Regions from separate parts of the Mus musculus genome. Here region 1 is linked to region 2. A link is a contact called in public HiCAR-type data. All regions are on one chromosome and are shown on one strand. The core of a region is the stretch at or near the end of the contact, and the rest is flanking DNA. Distances in the headings are between cores, read along the strand shown.

The links. HiCAR-type assays count read pairs that join an accessible place to other places.
Region 1: a HiCAR-type map of kidney shows a contact between it and region 2, with 4 times the contacts expected there. The contact joins two enhancer-like sites. A contact is called at or near these places in 1 of 484 Hi-C or Micro-C datasets (cerebral cortex), 1 of 115 datasets of contacts at active chromatin or transcription factors (kidney) and 1 of 9 other capture datasets (embryonic stem cells).

Annotation. Positions count from the first base shown.
Region 1 is chr3:19,065,610-19,070,126 of GRCm38.p6, forward strand. No RefSeq gene overlaps it. Among named protein-coding and RNA genes, the nearest start is that of Armc1, 95 kb to the right of the region's middle. Within about 2 kb of position 1,967, at least 6 of the 459 cell types and tissues checked have an H3K27ac peak or open chromatin away from gene starts, as enhancers often do. A contact at or near this core is called in kidney, where this site is marked.
Region 2 is chr3:18,664,475-18,669,058 of GRCm38.p6, forward strand. No RefSeq gene overlaps it. Among named protein-coding and RNA genes, the nearest start is that of Gm30789, 24 kb to the left of the region's middle. Within about 2 kb of position 1,442, at least 5 of the 459 cell types and tissues checked have an H3K27ac peak or open chromatin away from gene starts, as enhancers often do. A contact at or near this core is called in kidney, where this site is marked.

The sequences.
Region 1 (4,517 bases), core at 717-3,216, 400 kb after region 2:
ATCCTTTTTGGTAACTTTTGGTAGAAAGTCGGTTTTATTTGATATTAGAATGGCTACTCCAGCTTGTTTCTTGGGACCATTTGCTTGGAAAATTGTTTTCCAACCTTTTACACTGAGGTAGTGTCTGTCTTTTCACTGAGGTGAGTTTCCTATATGCAGCAAAATGCTGGGTTCTATTTACGTATCCAGTCTGTCAGTCTATGTCTTTTTATTGGGGTATTGAGTCCATTGATTTTAAGAGATATTGAGAAAAAGTGATTGCTACTACTTCCTGTTTTTCTTGTTAGAGATGGAATTATATTTGTGTGGCTGACTTCTTTGGGGTTTGTTGAAAGATTACTTTCTTGCTTTTTCTAGGGCGTAGTTTCCCTCCTTGTATTGCTATTTTCCATCTATTATCCTTTGTAGGGCTGGATTTATGGAAAGATATTGTGTAAATTTGGTTTTGTCGTGGAATATCTTGTTTTCTCCATTTATGGTAATTGAGAGTTTTGCTGGGTATAGTAGCCTGTGTTCTCTTAGGGTCTGTATGACATCTGCCCAGAATCATCTGGCTTTTATAGTCTCTGGTGAGAAGTCTGGTGTAATTCTAATAGGTCTGCCTTTATATGTTACTTGACCTTTTTCCCTTACTGCTTTAATAATATTTCTTGGTGTTTTGATTATTATGTGTCGGGAGGAATTTCTTTTTTCCTATCTATTTGGAGTTCTGTAGGCTTCTTGTATGTTCATGGGCATCTCTTTCTTTAGGTTAGGGAAGTTTTCTTCTATAATTGTGTTGAAGATATTTACTGGCCCTTTAAGTTGGGAATCTTCACTCTCTTCTATACCTATTATCCTTAGGTTTGGTCTCCTCATTGTGTCCTGGATTTCCTGATTGTTTTGGGTTAGGAGCTTTTTTGCATTTTGTATTTTCTTTGACTGTTGTATCAATGTTTTCTATGGTATCTTCTGCACCTGAGATTCTCTCTTCTATTTCTTATATTCTGTTGGTGATGCTTGCGTCTATGACTCCTGATCTCTTTCCTAGTTTTTCTATCTCCAGGGTTTTCTCCCTTTGTGATTTCTTTATTGTTTCTATTTCCAATTTTAGATCCTGGATGGTTTTGTTCAGTTTCTTTACCTTTTTGGTTGTGTTTTCCTATTATCCTTTAAGGGATTTTTGTGTTTCCTCTTTAAGGGCTTCAAGCTGTTTACTTGTGTTCTCCTGTATTTCTTTAAGGGAATTATTTATGGCCTTCTTAAAGTCCTCTATCACTATCATAAGAAGTGATTTTAGATCTGAACGTTGCTTTTCCAGTGTGATGATGTATCTAGGACTTGCTATGGTGGGAGAATTGGGTTCTGGTGATGCCAAATAGCCTTGGTTTCTGCTGCTTATGTTATTATGCTTGCCTCCCTCCATCTGATTATCTCTAGTGTTACCTGCCCTCGATATATCTGACTGGAGCCTGTCCTTCCTCTGATCCTGGTTGTGTCAGAATTCCTAAGAGTTCAGCTGTCTCTGTGGTCCCATGATTCTGTGATCCTGAGATCCTGGGTGTGTCAAAGCTCCTGGGATTCAAACTGCCTCTGAGACCCTGAGATCCTGGTGTGACCAAGCTCCTGGGATTCTAGGATCCTTGGCTCCTGGGTTTATTAGAACAGCTGGGATTTGAGCTTCTTCTGGGTGTTGTGAGACTGGCTGCAGAGTTTGTGCCCAAGGTCTGTTCAGGGCACTGGCCCAGACCGGAAGGAAAGGGTGCCACTGGTTGGGTAGAGTTCCTGGGTGCCTGGGTCCTGCTCAAAAATGGACTAATTTATAACCTAGTTTGTACATGATAGATAAATTCCTGTGTCCATGAACCTATGCTGTTAAAGCAGTGAGAATTTTAGAAGAGAGACTGATGCCTCAATTGTAACACAGATCAAAGTACACATGCACTTAGGTAAACACAGTGAAAATTATTAACAGCAGCTGATGTTTCCAGCTTGTCATCAAGTAAAACCTACTCTTTGACCTCTTGAAGCAGGTTTGAAGGCTAGTTAGTCTCTAGGCTTCGTAAGAAATTGATTGGAAAAGGTCACGCTGTCTTGACAAGTGGTTCACAGAAGCAAAGAGCAAGGAAAACTGATAAATTCTGATGCTACTCACACATTCCAAAGCTTGTAAAGAACAAATGGGGGGCGGGTAAAAATGAAAGAAAACCTGAGATGAAGCCTAGCCTATCACAAAACAGGCTAATGACGTGGAACATGGAAGCAAAGGGATGTACCCTGTCTGCATTGGCTCTGGTCCCTCCTTGCCCTAGACTCTCAGAAGCTCTTAATGTCATGTTGGGAAAGTCTTGGCTCCCAGGTCCTCATAATAGTCCATGCTGTTATGTAAAGGAGTAAGCTGGCCTCTTCAAACAGGAAAGCCAGCAGGACACTTCTGTGAAATGTGGATCAGTACTAGTCTCTGGCTTTCCCAGGGTCACAGAGGATACTTTTCCATCATTGCTTCCCTGGGTGTCATTTACCTCCCTGCCCCTGCCCCACCCCCAACAGAGGATAAACAGACCTGTAAAAGGGCCATTTATATGGTACCTACTTGCTGGGCCTAGCTTACTACGTTCCATTTCAGTAAATCATCCAACAAATGGGCACCAAAATCCAAGTGTACTCTCACACTCTTCAAACAGTAACTATAGTTTATTATTTATTTTATGAAGAACTAAAGGAGTTGCTGGTTTTCATAGAAGACCTCTGTAACCCCAGCACTCAGAAAACAGGAATTGTATAGTGAGAAATTTTTCTGAAAATGTCTCACCTTCGAAAAGAATGAACTTTTGCCACTTTGCAGCCAAGTTAATAATATACCTTGAGTTCATTTAAGACCATTTAAGATCGTGTACTCGCCCTGCTACCCTAGTGTGCAAAGCCTGCTTAATTTTAACCTACCGTTGGGAAAACAACATAATCAATCTTACTATGCCTTGTGTGTGCCTGTGCAAGAGCAAATTGTGGAAGTCTTCCTCCTCCTGTCGTCACAAGCCACTAGGTTGAAAACAACCTTAAACAAAACAAATATAGCATAAATATTGGAAGTAACATGTGGATATAGGTTGATAACACATTTGTCGTTTTGAGTGCTATTCTGGGTCAGTTGAGGTCAGTGAAGTAACTTGTTTCCTCATGAAACTTTGTTAAAAGAGTTTTGCAAAAAGTATCCTTCATTCCTTTCTCATGCCATGTTTTTTGTGCTACTCAATAAGTACAAAACAAAAGTTTTTGTTAAGGACAGATACATGTCAGACAAGCACAAGGAGACAGAAACAATGCCACAATCAATAGATCAGACAAGTACAATAAACATTAGATACACATTACAAATACATGGCCAGTAACCATGAACTATAGGCAGACAGAAGATCGGGGAAGAGAAGTGAAGAATTCAAATTTGGGTTCACTCTTGGTCAACTTAAACTTAGGAAGAAGTTTCTGTTTTCATTCCTTAATTTGATATTGACACATTGTGGTGTACCCACTAAGGTTTCTACACACATGCACACAGACACACACACCAACTAAAAGAGTTCAAATAAACCTAATACAAAATTTAATAGTATTTGAGATGAAAATACCAATAAACTTAACTTAGTCATAGTTTTGACTTAAATATTATAGATTGTATTCATGGTTTGAATGATCATACTATACCCCATAAACATGGAAACAGTGACTTGACAGGGAAAATGAGAAGGGCAAGGGCTTCTAAAGTAGGGGAGACACAGAAATACAGAAGGAGAGAAGAAGGTAAAATAACAATAAGGATGTCTAAAATATCCCATAAAGAATCATGCTATTAACTATTTACCTAACAAGGGAAAAAACTATAATATACATAATCCTGTGTATAAATATACATACATAGTTTTAACAAACTTTTCTCATCTAGGCTGACAATGCTTCCAAGAATCAAATGCCACCTAAAACTTAAAAAGTCCCAGTCATGAGAAGGCCTCTTTCGAGCTGTTGTCCAGGGTTGTCCAGAAGACTTCTAAACACACAGCCTGTTGCTGTTGCATTTGGTTATTGCTAGAAGGGGAAGGTCAATCCCTACTGTTGAAGACACATTGTACTTCAGAGTTGGGGCCTAGCACACCCGGGACCTCGGGATCACAGGTGAGTGGAACGCAACATCAGCTCCAAAGAATTGAAGAGGGTCTTGTGCCAGCAAGAACAGGGAGAAAGGAACCCCGCCAGACCAGAGGCTGGGAACCATTCTGGTTGGGACCAGCCCCGCCATCTTCCGCCATCTTCTGCCTGAATCCACCAGAGGCCACCAAAGGCCCTAGAGTACTTTCCATACCACAGGACCTCGGGATCACTACAGCATCACGGGTGAGTGGAACACAACATCAGCTCCAAACAATCATGGAGGGTCTCGTGCCAGCAGGAACAGGGACGAAGGAACCCCACCCGACCAGAGGTTGGGATCCATTCAGGTCAGGGCCAGCCCTGCCATCTTCCACATGAACCAGGCCAAGGGTGTT
Region 2 (4,584 bases), core at 192-2,691:
TCTCTCTTTCAGTGAACAGAAGAACCTACATTGTCTCCATAAGCCCTGTAGTTCTAAAAGGAAATATTAGTATTATAAATCTTCCTTGTGGCCATTTGGAGTTTCCTGATTTAAGGCTTATAATTTTTACAACTTATAAGTGAACCCAAGATCTCTAGGAACCACTTTGTTGAGGCATAAAATTTTGGCTAATGGAGGTAGAAACTTTCTATAGCATGTGAGTCTAGCGGAACACTCCTAGTTCACAGATAAACATATGTTACTATTTTTACAGTGTAGACTTTTATTTCAGGAAATTGTGGCTTTGTAGAAGATTTGTAGAAAAGTTTTGTCATTTTATCTTGTCAAGATCGCTCATATCTCCTCATAACAGAACTCAAGCTTGCTTTAGAAGAATAGCTTTTAGTCATCTGAAATGCTGCGCACAAGACTTATTTTACTCCAAAATGTTACAGGGGAGCTAGCTGGCTTAAGATTTCTGTGTATCATGACTCTGGACAAGGAGAACCAACACAGTAACTAAACATAGTGTAGATATTTGTTGAGCTGCTGGGGATGAAGAGCTTCCTTCTTCCAAGGAGGGCACACAACAAAACTTTTCACCAGAGAGGTGTGAAGATGCAAGTTCTAGAACCAATGAGGCCACATGGAGACACTGATGGCTCATGGGAGGTGCCATGATGGTCTGTAGAGATTAAGAAGAAAGACTACCCAGAAGACAGGAATGGAGACAAAACCAGTTCTAAAGTCAGTGAATTGCTACCAACCTTGACTGATCTGTCCAAATCTGTGACTCTGTGAACACTGTTGTTTGTGGCAAAGTAAGTTAGGTCTTTTGAAATCTAAATTTTCTTGATATGTGAGATCCTTGATTATCTCAGAGAGGTCCTTACTGGAGGAGTAAAAAGACATTACTGGAACAAAGCTGTCTGTGATTCCGGCTTATGTGAATCTGAAACATGAGTTTTGTGCAAAATGTAAAAGATAATCCCATTTGTAAAGAACACCATGGTACCCAGCAACCATAATTCCCAAATTAGACATCCATAAACATAATCTAGCATTTTTTTCTGATTCATCAACTCATTGTATAAAACCTGAGAACAATAGGAAACACTGAAATCACATTTCATTGTCTTTCACTAATTGCCTTTATTGGAAGGAAAATAAAACTACATGAAATTAAGTTTATCACAGAAAATTTAGGGCATATGGTGGCTATATCTAGGGAACATCCACCTTTTTTTATTGGAATAAATTATTGTTAAAATGAACACACTGTTAGAAAGGCTGTTACCAGTCTGCAGGTCATAAAGATAAAAAGAGCTAACCAACCTCTCAGTGTGGAATTGGCAAGTAAAAAGATGTTCTCTGCACACAATAGGTACGCAGTGAATGTATTTGACTGACAAGAACCCTGCTAGGATTAGCAGTGAGCTATTTAAGCCCTGCTGTTTCTTGTGGACTTTGCCAGCCTTGGCTGCCGGTAATGAGGAGGCTGTAACCATTAACAAGAGCCCCAAGCTACATCTCTTTTTCTTCCACTTCAAACTTCCACAAGCCATGCATTCAAGTGCTGGGCCTTAGCAGCCAATAGGTGGGTAGGATCTGAAGCAAATATTTTTATACTGAAGTATATGCTGAGGAAAAATTTTCACTGTGCCTCTGTTAACAAGCCTGTTACTATGGAGTTTGTAAATATATTCATTAAGCTGTAAAATGATAGCCTTGTATTGAAATTGACCTGCTTTTAACCTATGTGTTTTAGGCATCTGGCACCTAAAAATGCTGCCACATAAAACAAATCATTGTAGATGAAACCAGTTAACTGAAAATAGCAAGTGAGGATCAACTCTTTCAATTTCTGGAAAAGATTAAGTAGGGGGAAGGAGTACAAAGATAATATGAAAGTTGAAATTACAGAAGGTTTTTTTTTTTTTTTTTGCAAAAACAGAAGTGAAAAATATGCTTGTTTTTCATACATGTATGTAATAGGCCAACAACATTCTTAGTCACATATATTTCTTTTTTCTTTTTTTTTTTTTTTTCGCTTTTTCGAGACAGGGTTTCTCTGTATAGCCCTGGCTGTCCTGGAACTCACTTTGTAGACCAGGCTGGCCTCGAACTCAGAAATCCACCTGCCTCTGCCTCCCAAGTGCTGGGATTAAAGGCATGCACCACCACCGTCCGGCTGTCACATATATTTCAAACTGGGAGAAACATGAATCAACGAAAGGTATTACAAGTGTGGCCTTTACATACACATCAGTTCAGTCTGGGAAGGAAACAACTATATTTGCAGGAATGGAGCAAAATATGCTGGGTCCATAAAGTGTCTGCAGTAGCATCAACAATGTGTGCAATCCTTACATCATGCTTCAACAAGGGTGGATGCTCAAATGACCAAGTGTAACATGTCATACTCCAACTTGCCATGGAAGAACCCTTAACCACCATAACAGTTCTTGGTCATTTCAGCGTCTTCCTTCCACTCGCAATGGCTCCTTCTCATAGGAGCAACTGCCATTTGCCATGCAGTTAGTAAACACTAAGAAGCATGTTAAATGACGTCCATGCCCCTTATCTTAATAAGACATGTACTCCATTTAGTCCATTGACGAGTAAAAACACTGAGGCTCAAGATCAGAAGCTAATAAATAAACAATCCTTGAAACTTAACCCAGCCTGTATGATTCCTAATCTTAGGTTCTAAATGACTACACAACTGTTATTATTTTTAGGTTTTATAAGACAATTTAACATTTTTTCAATAGGGACAAGGTAGCCAGGTTTGGTGGTACATACCTGTAAACTCCTCACACAGAAGACAGGAGAATCAGGAATTGAGAGCAAACCTTGGCTTTGTGTTGAGTTTGAGGCCAACCTACATGAGCCCTGTGTCTGAAAAAAAAAAAAAAACAATAACCAGTGTTAAGTGTCAAGGTAGTATACCCCAGCTAAGCGGCTTGGTGCCAGTGTATAATGAGACTTTTCTGATGAACTACTTACATTTAAAGGAGAAGGAAAGAGCTAGGGCAATAGCCCAGTGAGGAAAGTGCTCACTGTGCAAGCAGACAGACCTGAGTTCAGATCCTGCAGCTGTGCCATACAACTCTAATACAGCTGGGCTAGAGAGGCAGAAATAAGAGGGGCACTGAAACCTGCTGACCAGAGGGTCTAGCCAGTGAGATTCATTTTCAGTGAGAGATCCTGTCTCAAAATTAATTTGGAGAGGCATTGAGGGAGGAAGACATATATATGATAATCTGGCCTCAACACATACACATTCACATGTGCATACACACATACACGTGTGTGCACACACACATTCATGAATGCAAAAGAAGGCAAAAATTTAACAGTCACTATGTAACTGTGGCTTTTAGAATTATCAATTATGATTAGACAGAATCTGGCAGCCCAGACGCTGAGAGAACACACTGAACTTGTACATTGCCCATTTTAGTCAGTATTTGCTTGGATCTGATTCCGTCAGAAGTTCATCACTGATCGCTCCATCCAGGAAGTTTCTCTTTCCTTTCTCTGCCACTTTTACTTGGTGTTCTCAGTCTGCTTTTCCTGGTATTGGAAGGCAGGGACCATGGTGGGGCCTCTGCCTGTGAACTCACTGGTACTACTTCAGACACATTGCTAGTCATCTCTAAACACATGTAATTTTCTCTTCTCCATTCTCATCTCCTCTTACTGCTTTTCTTCTATCTCTATCCATACTTCTCCCATGCCAGTCATTCTTCTCATGGTCCCAAGGAAATTTTTTTTTATTCTTATGATGAGATACATGCCCATGTATGTACATCTAGGACCTGATTTTGTCAACTTGCAGATAAACTGTATCAATCAGGCTTGTCACTAATTTGAAGATGTAATCCCACCACGACTTCAGCATTCTTAAGAGCAGGCACAGGGCCAATGCAATCCAAGGTACAGCGTGTAACTCATTTTTATACAGACAACAGTTGTCTAAGCAGTATAGTAATGCAGGGACACATCGCCCAAAATCTCAAACACATTTACACAAGCTGAAGACACCTTTACTCGGTCCCTTCTCATGTTCTCTACAGAATATGCCTGTGAGCTTGATGGTTATAGAGACTCTTTCTCCTGTTTTTGAATGCACCAGTTTTTTAAAGGAAATTCAAAACAACTTCCCCCTTTCAAGTCAGCCTTCAAGATAGATTGTTTTTGTTTTTCATACATTTTCAAATGTGCTCAGCTTTCTCTTTTTCCCCTCCCCTGCTCTCTCTGGTATCTGACAGGATGCAACCTGTTGTAAAACAGCGTGGCTGGAGCAGTTCTAGGGACTCTTGGACCCTTGAGTGTGTAGCATATGCACACTTTATGATTACCTATCTCCCACAGCCAAGGCTCACAAGGGAACCATGCCATTTCTTTCCACTTTCTCTGCTAAGCACAAGGCTTTGCACTTGAGAAATATTGATCCTTGGAGCTCCAGGGGCAAGGGCACACCCTGGAGAAAGACAGATTCACAGTGTAACTCGAATCCCTTGTTAACTTTGTCATCTCCCTGCAGAAGTTGTTTCTGTCCATATTTTTACTTCAGCT